Regions from separate parts of the Mus musculus genome. Here regions 2, 3 and 4 are each linked to region 1. The links are chromatin contacts, called in public promoter capture Hi-C maps. All regions are on one chromosome and are shown on one strand. The core of a region is the stretch at or near the end of the contact, and the rest is flanking DNA. Distances in the headings are between cores, read along the strand shown.

Region 1 (2,700 bases), core at 70-2,569:
TGGTCCATTTAGCCGGGCAGTGGTGGTGCACACCTTTAATCCCAGCACTTGGGAGGCAGCAGCAGGTGGGTTTCTGAGTTCGAGGCCAGCCTGGTCTACAGAGCAAGTTCCAGGACAGCCAGAGCTACACAGAGAAACTCTGTCTCAAAAAAATCGAATAAACCAGAAAGGTGGTCCATTTAATATGCGTATAGTAAGTTGTGGACACGGAGTTCCCCTGCTGAGTCAGACAGCTAGGAGGGCTAAGATGGGTTAGACCCTCCCCCCCACACACACACACACACTCACACACACATCAGTTCTTGGCATAGTCTCCATGCTTCCTCAAGGAGAGCCAGAAAGGAGACTGCCGGGAGGGGCTTGCCTACTCCCTGAGAGCAGTGGGTTACAGAGCCCAGTACCCGAAAATTTCCCCTTTTTCTCCCTGCTCATGCTGGACAGAGAGGGTGAGGGTGAGGGTGAAAGACTGAGGAGGTGGCATCGTGTTGGTGTTTCTTGACCTGCTTTTTCTTTTTTCTCTTCCAGCTGAGATGTAAACTTTCCCATGTCAATCATCTGGGGGTCGCTATTCTTTTTTATCAGAGTGCCTCCCCACCTTGGTTGAAAGCTGCCTGCCACTGCCCTGGACCTATGGCTGCTACAAGCCCACGTTCACATCTTTAATCCTTCATGGGTAAATGCTCTGGCATTCCTGGGCTTAGCTATGATGGCCATTATGAGCCAGCCAACGTTTGTATTCTAGAAGCCATAGCTGAAGCTGTTGTAAACAATTTGTTGTTTTAACCGCTTCTGGTCAGAGGAAGGAGAGAAATAGCTATTACTCCACATTGGGACCTGAGCCCTGAGCTCTGAAGTGGGGCTCCTATCTCCATAAGGACAGCAGCTTGCTGAGAACAGCTTTTCACAGCCTTCCTCGCAAAAATTGGCTCCAAAGACCTGGGATGTTGGTGATAACTGGACAAAGGTGACACCTGTGCAAGCACACAGCAGGTGACACTTTGAAGAGCTAACCTCCAGAAAGTGGAAAGGAGGTGATCGCCAGTACCCTCGAGGGCCCTACTCCCTCCCTCCCCTAGCAATCTCCCTGGGCTCAGAGCAAAGGGCACAGCGGGTTAGAGCACAGGTCTCCTTAGACTCCGCACACTCCCTTCCCCATAACTGTTGCATTCTTTTCTCCCAGGCCTTCCTCCCCGCTAGGCGCCCTGCACCCAGACCCTCTAAACTGGGCGCTGACGCTGCTATTAGTCTGGGCTCCGTGCTGCTCCGCCTCCCTCCCCCGCAGCCCCCGGTCCAAGGCCGGCTCCTCCTCCTCCCCCTCCGGAAACCCGAAGCCCCCGCCCCGGCCAGGCCGTCGCAAGCGCTCTGGAGGGCGGTCCGCGTGAGAGCCAGCCACGCGGGGCAGGAGCGCCCAGTTGCTGCCGGAGCTGGGCCCGCCAGAACCTCTCCTGGAGCCCCTTGCTCTCCTTGAATCTCCCTTTCCCACCGCTTTCTGGATACCCTTGACGCCCACGTTCCTCGCGCCCTTTCCCGCCCCTACGCGGGGCGCTGCCCCTGCCACCCAAGTCCCTGCTCAAGCCCGCCCGGCTCCCGCGCGTGCCCAGAGCCATGGCTCCAGTGCGCACCGCATCCCTGCTCTGCGGCCTCCTGGCACTGCTGACGCTGTGCCCTGAGGGGAACCCACAGACGGTGCTGACGGACGACGAGATCGAGGAGTTCCTCGAAGGCTTCCTTTCGGAGTTGGAGACCCAGTCCCCGCCCCGGGAAGACGACGTGGAAGTCCAGCCGCTTCCCGAACCCACCCAGCGTCCCCGCAAATCCAAGGCAGGGGGCAAGCAGCGGGCAGATGTAGAAGGTGAGAACCTGGTGACATGGGTGGCCATGGCATCAAGTGAGCATACAGGGGCTCTGGAGGGTCTAGCCACTTCCCATGCTGCCCCGTGAGGAATGTCTCTCCAAGGCAACGCAAGGCAACACACTGCCAGGCAGCAGTTCTGTCCTGGAGTTTGGAAACCTGGAGGTGTGTGTTCAGCATAGGGTGGCGCTGGGCTTTTGAGGTCGCCCAAGTTGTTCATCCCAGGTCTCAAGAGAGTGTAGGTTTGGACGAGTGGGAAATTGTGATTCGCCTCTCCGAACTGGCCCTAGTCTCTTAGTGGCAAGCTTCAAGCCTAGGCATCTGCTTGCCTCCTCTTCTCCCACAGGAACACAGACAGGGGAGCGGGGTGAGGAAGACTTCCAGGTGAAAGTGGGCAGTCTGAGATGGTCAGAACTAAGCGAGGTGATAGCATCCCGGAGGCATGCAACCCCGAGCCTCTTATGCAATCGTTGTCAGTAAATCTTAGCTGTTTTTCATGGCCCTCTGGAGAGTGGCAACGGATCTTGTGATCTCTCTCCCAGGAGACTGTAAGGCACCATTCATCATTCCTGAGGTCAGCCACTCCCCCTCCGGCCCCCACTGCTGTAGATCTGTCCTGCTCTCCCTACCCTCACCTCCCTGCACACTTTGCCTCCAGCAACCAAGACGTTCTGGACATTGCCAAGTGACCCTGCTCCTGCTGCATGTTTTGCTGTATTCCCTGTGTTTCAGCCAGCTGCCTGTGTGTTTCCCATTCGCCATTAAATTCTCCGCACCCAGCAATTGCAGCTCCTAGGGTGCTAGAAGGGTGGCCCCTGCTACTTGACTTCTCTGAGATGAGCCAGCAC
Region 2 (2,700 bases), core at 50-2,549, 2.4 Mb before region 1:
GAGGACAGCCTGAGATCCCTGAGACCCTGTCTCAGACCACAAAAGAAGTATCACATACACTCTGAAGACAGAGTTATCAGTGGAGAGGTAAGAGTCACAATAAATACTAATACGAGCCTTTTAAATTGGAAAGGGCCGCCTCCTGTATACTTCCTTTCCCAAGGAGACAGTCAATCCCCATCAGTCGTCACCTCTGATAATTCTTCCGTTAAATTCTTAATAGTAAGTACACATGTGTCTTCCCCCTAGAACCTACCTATTAATCGTAGCTGTACCTCTTTCAGCTACAAAGATCAAGCAGGAGGCCTCTTTGCCATAACTCCCCCACCCAACCCCCACCCCCACCCCGCGCCAGCTTTTAAAGATAGTTAGTTATTCTCCTCCGGCGTTCTTTCCTAAGCTAGAAGTTTCATAGAATCGAGCCGGCTCCAGCTGCCTCGAATCGAGTACCGCATTCACAGCGGGACCGCACTTCGGATGAGCAGGCTTCAAACACGAGTAGGACTCCAGAGGAGAACGTTCAAAATAAGGTTTCCTAGGATCCAGACCCAGATTCGAAACAAGCTGTGGGAAAAGCCCAGGGCTGGAGAGCCGGCATCCCGGAGGGTTTCGGAGCAGGTGCTGTGGAGGCCCACGCTTTTGAGACAGCTGTGCCCGGTTGTACAGCTGTGGGAACTAGGTTCAGGGAGGTCAAAGACTTGGCCTCGAACGCACAGTGAGCTGCAGGCAGCGAACTCAAGTCCAGGTCTCCTACGCTTCACCCCAAATCTGTTCACCGCATTCCTCATCTTTCCACTCCACCAAATCGCCACCCACGAGAGAGGCGGTCCCGCCCCCGAGGCTACGGGAGTCAGGACGAGCCCCGTCTGGAAGGGGAGCTTGTGCGCACCCTTCTTTCCCTTTTCTGGGGCCTTAGTTTGCCCAATCTGTACCCACGGATGCCAGTCTGACCTTCCTTCTGGGACCTGGACAGAGCCAGACTGGATGACTCCTGGCCCTTGGCTTCAGATCCCTGAGCCTGGGAAGGGGGTCCCATGCCTCCCGGGCCCGCCGTCCCAGCTCGTCACCTACCTGCCGCCGCGGTAGAGCGAGCGCCAGCGACGCCAGCTGTCCGTTCCCCCGTCCCGGAGTAGCCGAGCCAGTCTTAGAGACGCGTCAGTCAGAAAGATTGAACCTCCGACCCCTCCTACCGGGAACTTGGTCACCTGACGCGGAGCCGCCTCTAGTAGAACAACTTCCGGTTCCAGCCGGAAAAGGCTGGTGTGCAGCGCTGCTCTCCGGCCCAGGCGCCCGGCTGGTAAGTTCCGCCCCGGGACAGGAAGGGGAGGGCGTCTGGTCTTTCCGTAGGGTTTCCTAGCGCTGGAAGAGGAGGGAAGGCAGCTCGGTGGATGGGCGAGCTCGCCTCGCCCGCGTGAAGACGTGGGAATAAATATGTGCGTACCCGCCAGCTAATCATAGCATTCATTCGGGTGATGGGTCAGAACTTCAATGTCGTTTTCGAAGCAGGCTTGGGATACATGGGACCGTGTCGCAAAAATAATGGGCGGATGAAAAAGCCAGTTCTAGAAATACCAGTTTGGAATGCCTTGTACAAGAAAGTAAGGTCAGTGGTTGTTCTGTTTTATAAAGAAGAAGAACAGGAGGAGGAGGCATGGGAAGTGGAGTAGGAAAGGGAGTAGAGAATGAGGAGAAGGGAGAGAGGCCGGCCAGGAACGCGTGAAGAGAGAGGGCGGAGGGGGAAGGGGGCAAAGAGTAAGGGAGAGGAGGGGGCGAACAGCCCCTTTTATAGTAAGCCGGGCATACCTCGCTGTTGCCAGGTAACTGTGGGGCGGAGCCTAGAAGGAATGCTAACAGTGGTGATGGATGAGAATGTGCAAAACGACCCAGGAGCTCTCTTGAAGACTCTACTAGCCAAATCTGTGAAATTTCAGTATCAAAATAATAAAGGTAATAAGAGTATAACTAATTGGAGCCCATGAGATGGTTCAGAGGTAAAGATGTTTGCTGCCAAGCCTGTCAACTCTAGTTCAGTCCCCAGAAACCCAGCGGTGGAAGGAAAGGAGTCTGGCAAGTTGTCATCAGACCTTCACATGTATACAGAGACACTTAATAAATACATGGTAATTTATTTTAAAACTAATTAGATGAACTTGTAACCAATGAGGGATTGTTTTTTTTTTACAGTAGCAAGTGCATTTATTATATTTAAAAATAACTAGAAAAATTGGTGTTTTAGCTTTCCATATATAAAAACATGTGAGTCCAGTGCAACAGTGCTCAGTGCAGGTGAGTGATTTTGCTGTGCAGCTCCTACAAAGCTGCATAGCTGTGCTGTTGCAGGGGTGGGGGGAGTGGGGGGTGGAGAGCCGGCACACCTCATTCTGTAGAACAAGAAGGGACTTCCGTCCTGCCTCGGACAAGCAGTAGCAGTAGCATTCCTGTGTGTAAGCTGAGGTAGGGCTGGCACACCGGCCTTGTATCCTGTACTGGATGGCTTTCAGCTTCTGCTTGCCAGTGTGAAAGCCCAAACGCCAGATGGCAGGTGAGCCTGCATCCTCTCCCCAGAGTCCTTGACCTTATCAATCTCTAGCTCCACCTGTGGGGGACCTGAGGGATCGGTCAGAATACTCCTCCTCCTTCTGTTCCTGGAAAAAGTAAGATTCTTTGGGGGGTTCTTAGTATCATTAATACAAGAATTTA
Region 3 (2,700 bases), core at 35-2,534, 2.6 Mb before region 1:
GGCATTTGCCTCGGTCAGTGTGAGGCAGGCAGAAGGTTCCGCCTGCGTCGGATCGGGATCCCGTCTCCTTCCTAGGGCAGCAGAGCGGGAGGTCTCAGCCGACTTCTAGGGATTTCGGCCATCAAAGGAGAACTAGGCAGGGTGCTGATGCCCGTCCGACCTGCGGGTGCGCAAGGTAGGCTGGGGGGCTCAGATCCACAGGCTCTGGCTGCCCATCCCGCACGCTCGCCTACACTCTGGGCGGGCAGCGGAGGGGCGGCTGTAGCTGGTTTGCTGGCTCGGCGCTCAGATCGTATTGGCCGGGGTCGGGGGGGGGGTGGTGGTGTGTGGGGGGTGGTTGAGGCTGCAGCCCCGGGCCCCGCGGGCGGGGTGGGGAGGCGGAGGATCAGGCTGCGCTAGCATTGGCGGAGCTGGGGAGTGGGGGCAGGAAGCGAGCGGAGCGGAGCTGCAGGGGGGGGGGTTGTATAAATAGGGAATGGGGGACGTGCATCCTCCGCTGGGTGAGGGGGGGGGGCGTTCGGCACAAAGAAAGTGGAAAGTTTGCAGCGCTAGGCGGCCCAAGCTAGGGAGCCGGATGCGCACGTGCTGAGTCGGGGCGACCGAGACCCCCCACGCCGAGCTCGCTGCTTTTTTTTCTTTCTGCAAGCTGGGGGGGGGGGTGTTGTTGGTATCGCCCCCTCCTTCTCCTCCCCCCAGGGGTGAAAGTGCAAGAGGAAGTGCAGCCGCTGCCATCTTTCCTCCGTTCCGAACGCACGGAGCCTGGGGCCGCAGCGCCGCCGCCACTCGTGCCTGGCTTGGGAAAGGGCCCACCCTGCTACTGCCACCCGCTCGCTTCGGCCGCCGCCTTCGCCGGGCTCCAAGACTCGGCCTACGCCACCGCCCCTGTGCGCGCGGACCGCCGCCTTCGCCTTCGCCTTTTGTTTCCTTTGCTCCGGCGCCCCCACCCCGGCTCGCGCTTTGCAGGGGACGCAGCGCGCGCCCCCAGTGGGCCCGGGAAAAGCCTCGGAGCGCGCGCTTGCGCTTGCGCGGCGGACCCCTCCTCCTCCCCGCGCGCGCGCGCGCGCCTTTTGGCCGCGCGCCGGCGCCGCCTGGCGGGCGGGAGGGGAGGTGGCAGCTGCGTTTGCAGGAGGGGCGCACCTCTTCGCTCGTTTACCCCTGGAAGGTAGACCTAGAGAGGGAGGCGGGCAGGCGGAGAGGGAGTGCTACGCGGGTCCGGCGGAGGTTAAGGGCGGCAATGTGGGGGGCAGTGCCCCGCTGGGTCTAGCCCTTTTTATTAGAGCAGGGGGCGTGTGCGCTGGGCGCACCTGAGAGTACTACCGAGCCCTGGGCCGCACGTGCGGGGAGTGTGAGTGGTCCGCTGCAAAAGGCGTCTCGCTGCCTAAGGGAAGGGACCAGGGACTGGCGGGTGCCCGGCCCGGCGAGTGGGGAAGGGGCAGCGACCATGGAGCGGGTCAACGACGCTTCTTGCGGTCCGTCGGGCTGCTACACCTACCAGGTGAGCAGACACAGTACGGAGATGCTGCACAACCTGAACCAACAACGCAAAAACGGCGGGCGCTTTTGCGACGTGCTCCTACGAGTAGGCGACGAGAGCTTCCCAGCGCACCGCGCCGTACTGGCTGCCTGCAGCGAGTACTTTGAGTCTGTGTTCAGCGCCCAGTTAGGCGACGGCGGAGCTGCAGATGGTGGTCCTGCTGATGTGGGAGGCGCGGCGGCGGCTCCAGGCGGCGGAGCTGGAGGCAGCCGCGAACTGGAGATGCACACCATCAGTTCCAAAGTGTTCGGAGACATCCTGGACTTCGCTTATACGTCCCGAATCGTTGTGCGCCTAGAGAGCTTCCCCGAGCTCATGACGGCCGCCAAGTTCCTGCTGATGAGGTCGGTCATCGAGATCTGCCAGGAAGTAATCAAACAGTCCAACGTGCAGATCCTCGTGCCCCCTGCCCGGGCTGATATCATGCTCTTTCGCCCACCTGGGACTTCTGACTTGGGCTTCCCTTTGGACATGACCAACGGGGCAGCCATGGCAGCCAACAGTAACGGTATTGCTGGCAGTATGCAGCCCGAGGAGGAGGCTGCCAGGGCCACAGGTGCTGCTATTGCGGGCCAAGCTTCTCTGCCTGTGTTACCCGGGGTGGACAGATTGCCCATGGTGGCTGGACCCCTATCCCCCCAACTACTGACTTCTCCGTTCCCTAATGTGGCATCCAGTGCACCTCCACTAACTAGCAAGCGAGGCCGGGGACGCCCCAGGAAGGCCAACCTGCTGGACTCCATGTTTGGGTCTCCAGGGGGCTTGAGGGAAGCAGGCATCCTTCCATGTGGCCTGTGCGGGAAGGTGTTCACTGACGCCAACCGGCTCCGGCAACATGAGGCCCAGCACGGCGTCACAAGCCTCCAGTTGGGCTATATCGATCTTCCTCCTCCAAGGCTGGGTGAGAATGGGTTACCCATCTCCGAGGACCCCGATGGCCCCAGAAAAAGGAGCCGGACCAGGAAGCAAGTGGCTTGTGAGATCTGTGGCAAGATCTTTCGTGACGTATACCATCTCAACCGGCATAAGCTTTCCCACTCGGGGGAGAAGCCGTACTCGTGCCCGGTGTGTGGTCTGCGGTTCAAGAGAAAAGACCGAATGTCGTACCATGTGAGGTCCCATGATGGGTCAGTGGGCAAACCGTACATCTGCCAGAGCTGTGGGAA
Region 4 (2,700 bases), core at 121-2,620, 2.6 Mb before region 1:
ACCACTGGCCTCGGCCTCCTGAGCTCCACCTAAGAATTATTTTTTATCCTTAGACGCCCACAATAGAGGTGAAGGTGAACAAACTGTCTATTGAAATACTGCTTCAGGGGAAGACCAAATGGCTCATATTCACGAGCATCCAGCAAACTGCAGACTGAAGAGGATACAGGCAACTAAGTATTTTTTAAAAAGAAAAACCAAGCCTGGCTAATGTCAGCACTCTGGAGGCAGAGGCAGATCTGTCTGAGTTCAAGGCCAGCGTGATCTACACAATGGGATCCCTGACATCCAGAAGTATGTAGCAAGACCCTGTCTCCAAACAAAGGAGAGAGGTAGAGGGAGGGAGAGAGGGAAAAAATCCAGGGCCAGATAGACACACTCAAGTGCACTTGCTGCCAAACTTGGAAGACCTAAACTCAATCCCAGAAACCATGACTGAACAGAACGATTCCCCTAAGTAATGCTGAACACACACACACAGAAACATAAAAATAAACTGAATTCCCTCTCCCCTCTCCAGTTCATTCTCTTCACCACAAAAGAAACAAACGAGACCCAACGTGAAAGGACCCACGGTCATTCGAATTTCTATCCACAGAGGGAATTAAAATGCATCTGCTGATTCGTTTCTACGGTACCCAATCTAAAAGAAGGGTGTCACATTACGGACTTTAAAAAGCCCTGAAGGTCTCAGGGATGACGCGCCATCCAGGTACAATCTACTTACTCCCAGATCTTACCGTCACAACCAACGGCGTGTAAAAGGGGACCACCAGTGAGTGGCAAGTGGGCAAGGAATAACGGGACAAGACCTCAAAGCCCGTGATCGGATCACGGAGTCTGGGATATAGAAGTCGTGTGGCTCAGAGAAAAAAGCAAGAAAAACAGAAATAATGTCGAGACATGCGCCGAAAACCGGAGCAAGTGCTGGGTGTGGGATGTGGGAGGTTGCGCAGAGACGGAGCTGGCGGATGGGAGCTGAGAAGCCCAGGCCCGAGGAACTGAGGGAAGGGGCTGCATGGGGACGGGGCTGCGGCAGCGCAGGTTTAGACTACGGGGGCGATGGCAGCTGGTGGCACAGGGGTGGAAGCCAGGCCCTGACGCCGCGGACGCAACACCGGAGGAGCCGCAGCGCCGCAGAAGGGCCAGGAGAGAAGCGCCGGCTGCGCCTTTTACCTCGGCTTCGATCTCCGCGATCTTCGCTAAGGTCCCGCTCATGGTGGCGGAGGGCTTAAGGCCACACCAGCCTCCACACTGGTTAGGTCCCCCTTCTCGCGCCCGCCGCGCCTCTGGCCACCACTGCAGCGCGCAAGCGCGGGATCTGCTAAGCTCGCGACACGGTTCCGCGAGAAGTCCGCGCCGACGCTCTCGGAGATGGGCGGTCTCCGCCTTCTCCGCCGACTCCTCCCTGTCCCGCCAGCCAGCGCGGTGTCATAGAGCCCGCAGTGAGGTGACCAGAGCGGTCGCTCGGGCCAACTTCCCGGAGCGCGCCGAGGGTCGCGCGCAGCTCGGCCCCACCCCGCCGGACCTGCGCTCGCCCCTTCGACTCCCGTGCCCAGCGTGCACCTAAACCCGGCGACCATCAGAGTGCGCGCAGATACTTGGAAGCTCCCTTTCTTCATCAGGACAGACCTCGGCTTCCTGGGTTGTAGAGAGACTCAGAGGGGTGGGGGGTTGTAGAGAGACTCAGAGGGGTGGGGGGCACAATTTTTGAGGGATCCTTTGTTTACCAGGAACCCTAAAGAAGGAGTGTGGCACTCAACGAGCCACAGTTAGTGGATCGAATGAGCTCTTCCAGAGAGAGCCATTACTTGGAGAAGCTATCATGTTGAAAAGTTGGAAATTATGTTAGCACAAATTAGAAGGGAATGCATAAATAAATATAAAAGCATTTTTATTGTGTAAAATAAGGTTACAGCCACTAAAGCGTAGTGTGACTGGAAGTGAGTCCCGAATTTGTCAGATGGACAAATAGAACTGTGCCTTTTATCATTATACTCTCTAGGCTGTTTGTTAGAAATACACTTAGAGAGGCATAGGGTAGTGGTACCCACCTTTAATCCCAGCACTTGGGAGGCAGGCGGATTTCTGACTTCGAGGCCAGCCTGCTCTACAGAGTGAGTTCTAGGACAGCCAGGGCTATACAGAGAAACCCTGTCTCAAAAAAAAAAAAAAAAAAAAGTACCGGAGTGTGTCTCCTGGTGGTGCTGAGACCAAGGATCTCCTGTGTTCAAGGCAACCCTCGACTACCACACACCATGCCAGAAAGTACATTCTAGGAAATGTAGATAAACCAGATGATAGAGGCGCACGCCTTTGATCCCAGTACTCAGGAAGCAGAAACAGGTAGATCTCTGAGTTCAGTTCCAGGCCAGCCTGGTCTTCAGAGCAAGTTCCAGGACAGTCAAGGCAGAGAAAGCTATCTCGAAAAACTGGGAAAAAAATAAAATAAAAAAGGGAAAAAAAGAAAAAGGGAGGTAAAAGAATGGTTCCCATAGGAAGGTTTTTCCTGTAATGCCGAGGACTCACTCATGACACTTAGATCGGGAGGATCCCCCTGAACCCTGAGGGGAGAATTGTTTATGGGTCTGATGATGAGGGACATAGAGGGACCGACCATTTGCTTTGTGTAATTGTTTAATTGGGCTTTGGACACGGGTGCATACTTTCTTTTATCTAACTGTGTAACTTTGAATGATC

What was found. Promoter capture Hi-C pulls out the DNA fragments that hold promoters and counts their contacts. Capture Hi-C pulls out chosen DNA fragments and counts their contacts.
Region 2: a promoter capture Hi-C map of liver shows a contact between it and region 1, with 6 times the contacts expected there. The contact joins the promoter of 8430429K09Rik here to the promoter of Aebp1 in region 1.
Region 3: a promoter capture Hi-C map of liver shows a contact between it and region 1, with 3 times the contacts expected there. The contact joins the promoter of Patz1 here to the promoter of Aebp1 in region 1. A contact is called at or near these places in 1 of 39 promoter capture datasets (liver) and 2 of 9 other capture datasets (adipose tissue and liver).
Region 4: a contact with region 1 is called in a promoter capture Hi-C map of adipose tissue, with 6 times the contacts expected there. The contact joins the promoter of Drg1 here to the promoter of Aebp1 in region 1. A contact is called at or near these places in 3 of 39 promoter capture datasets (embryonic stem cells, erythroid cells and liver), 1 of 115 datasets of contacts at active chromatin or transcription factors (bone marrow-derived dendritic cells) and 1 of 9 other capture datasets (adipose tissue).

The regions. Positions count from the first base shown.
Region 1 is chr11:5,860,547-5,863,246 of GRCm38.p6, forward strand. Aebp1 (AE binding protein 1) reads left to right here and starts at 1,320. Exons shown (of 21, transcript NM_009636.3): 1 at 1,320-1,852. The coding sequence starts at 1,606.
Region 2 is chr11:3,451,138-3,453,837 of GRCm38.p6, forward strand. It overlaps 8430429K09Rik (RIKEN cDNA 8430429K09 gene), which reads left to right and starts at 1,300. Exons shown (of 4, transcript NR_028317.1): 1 at 1,300-1,603. Rnf185 (ring finger protein 185) reads right to left here and starts at 1,819. Exons shown (of 7, transcript NM_001290472.1): 1 at 1,072-1,819.
Region 3 is chr11:3,289,173-3,291,872 of GRCm38.p6, forward strand. Patz1 (POZ (BTB) and AT hook containing zinc finger 1) reads left to right here and starts at 1,285. Exons shown (of 4, transcript NM_019574.3): 1 at 1,285-2,700. The coding sequence starts at 1,442.
Region 4 is chr11:3,265,093-3,267,792 of GRCm38.p6, forward strand. Drg1 (developmentally regulated GTP binding protein 1) reads right to left here and starts at 1,371. Exons shown (of 9, transcript NM_007879.2): 1 at 1,177-1,371. The coding sequence starts at 1,218.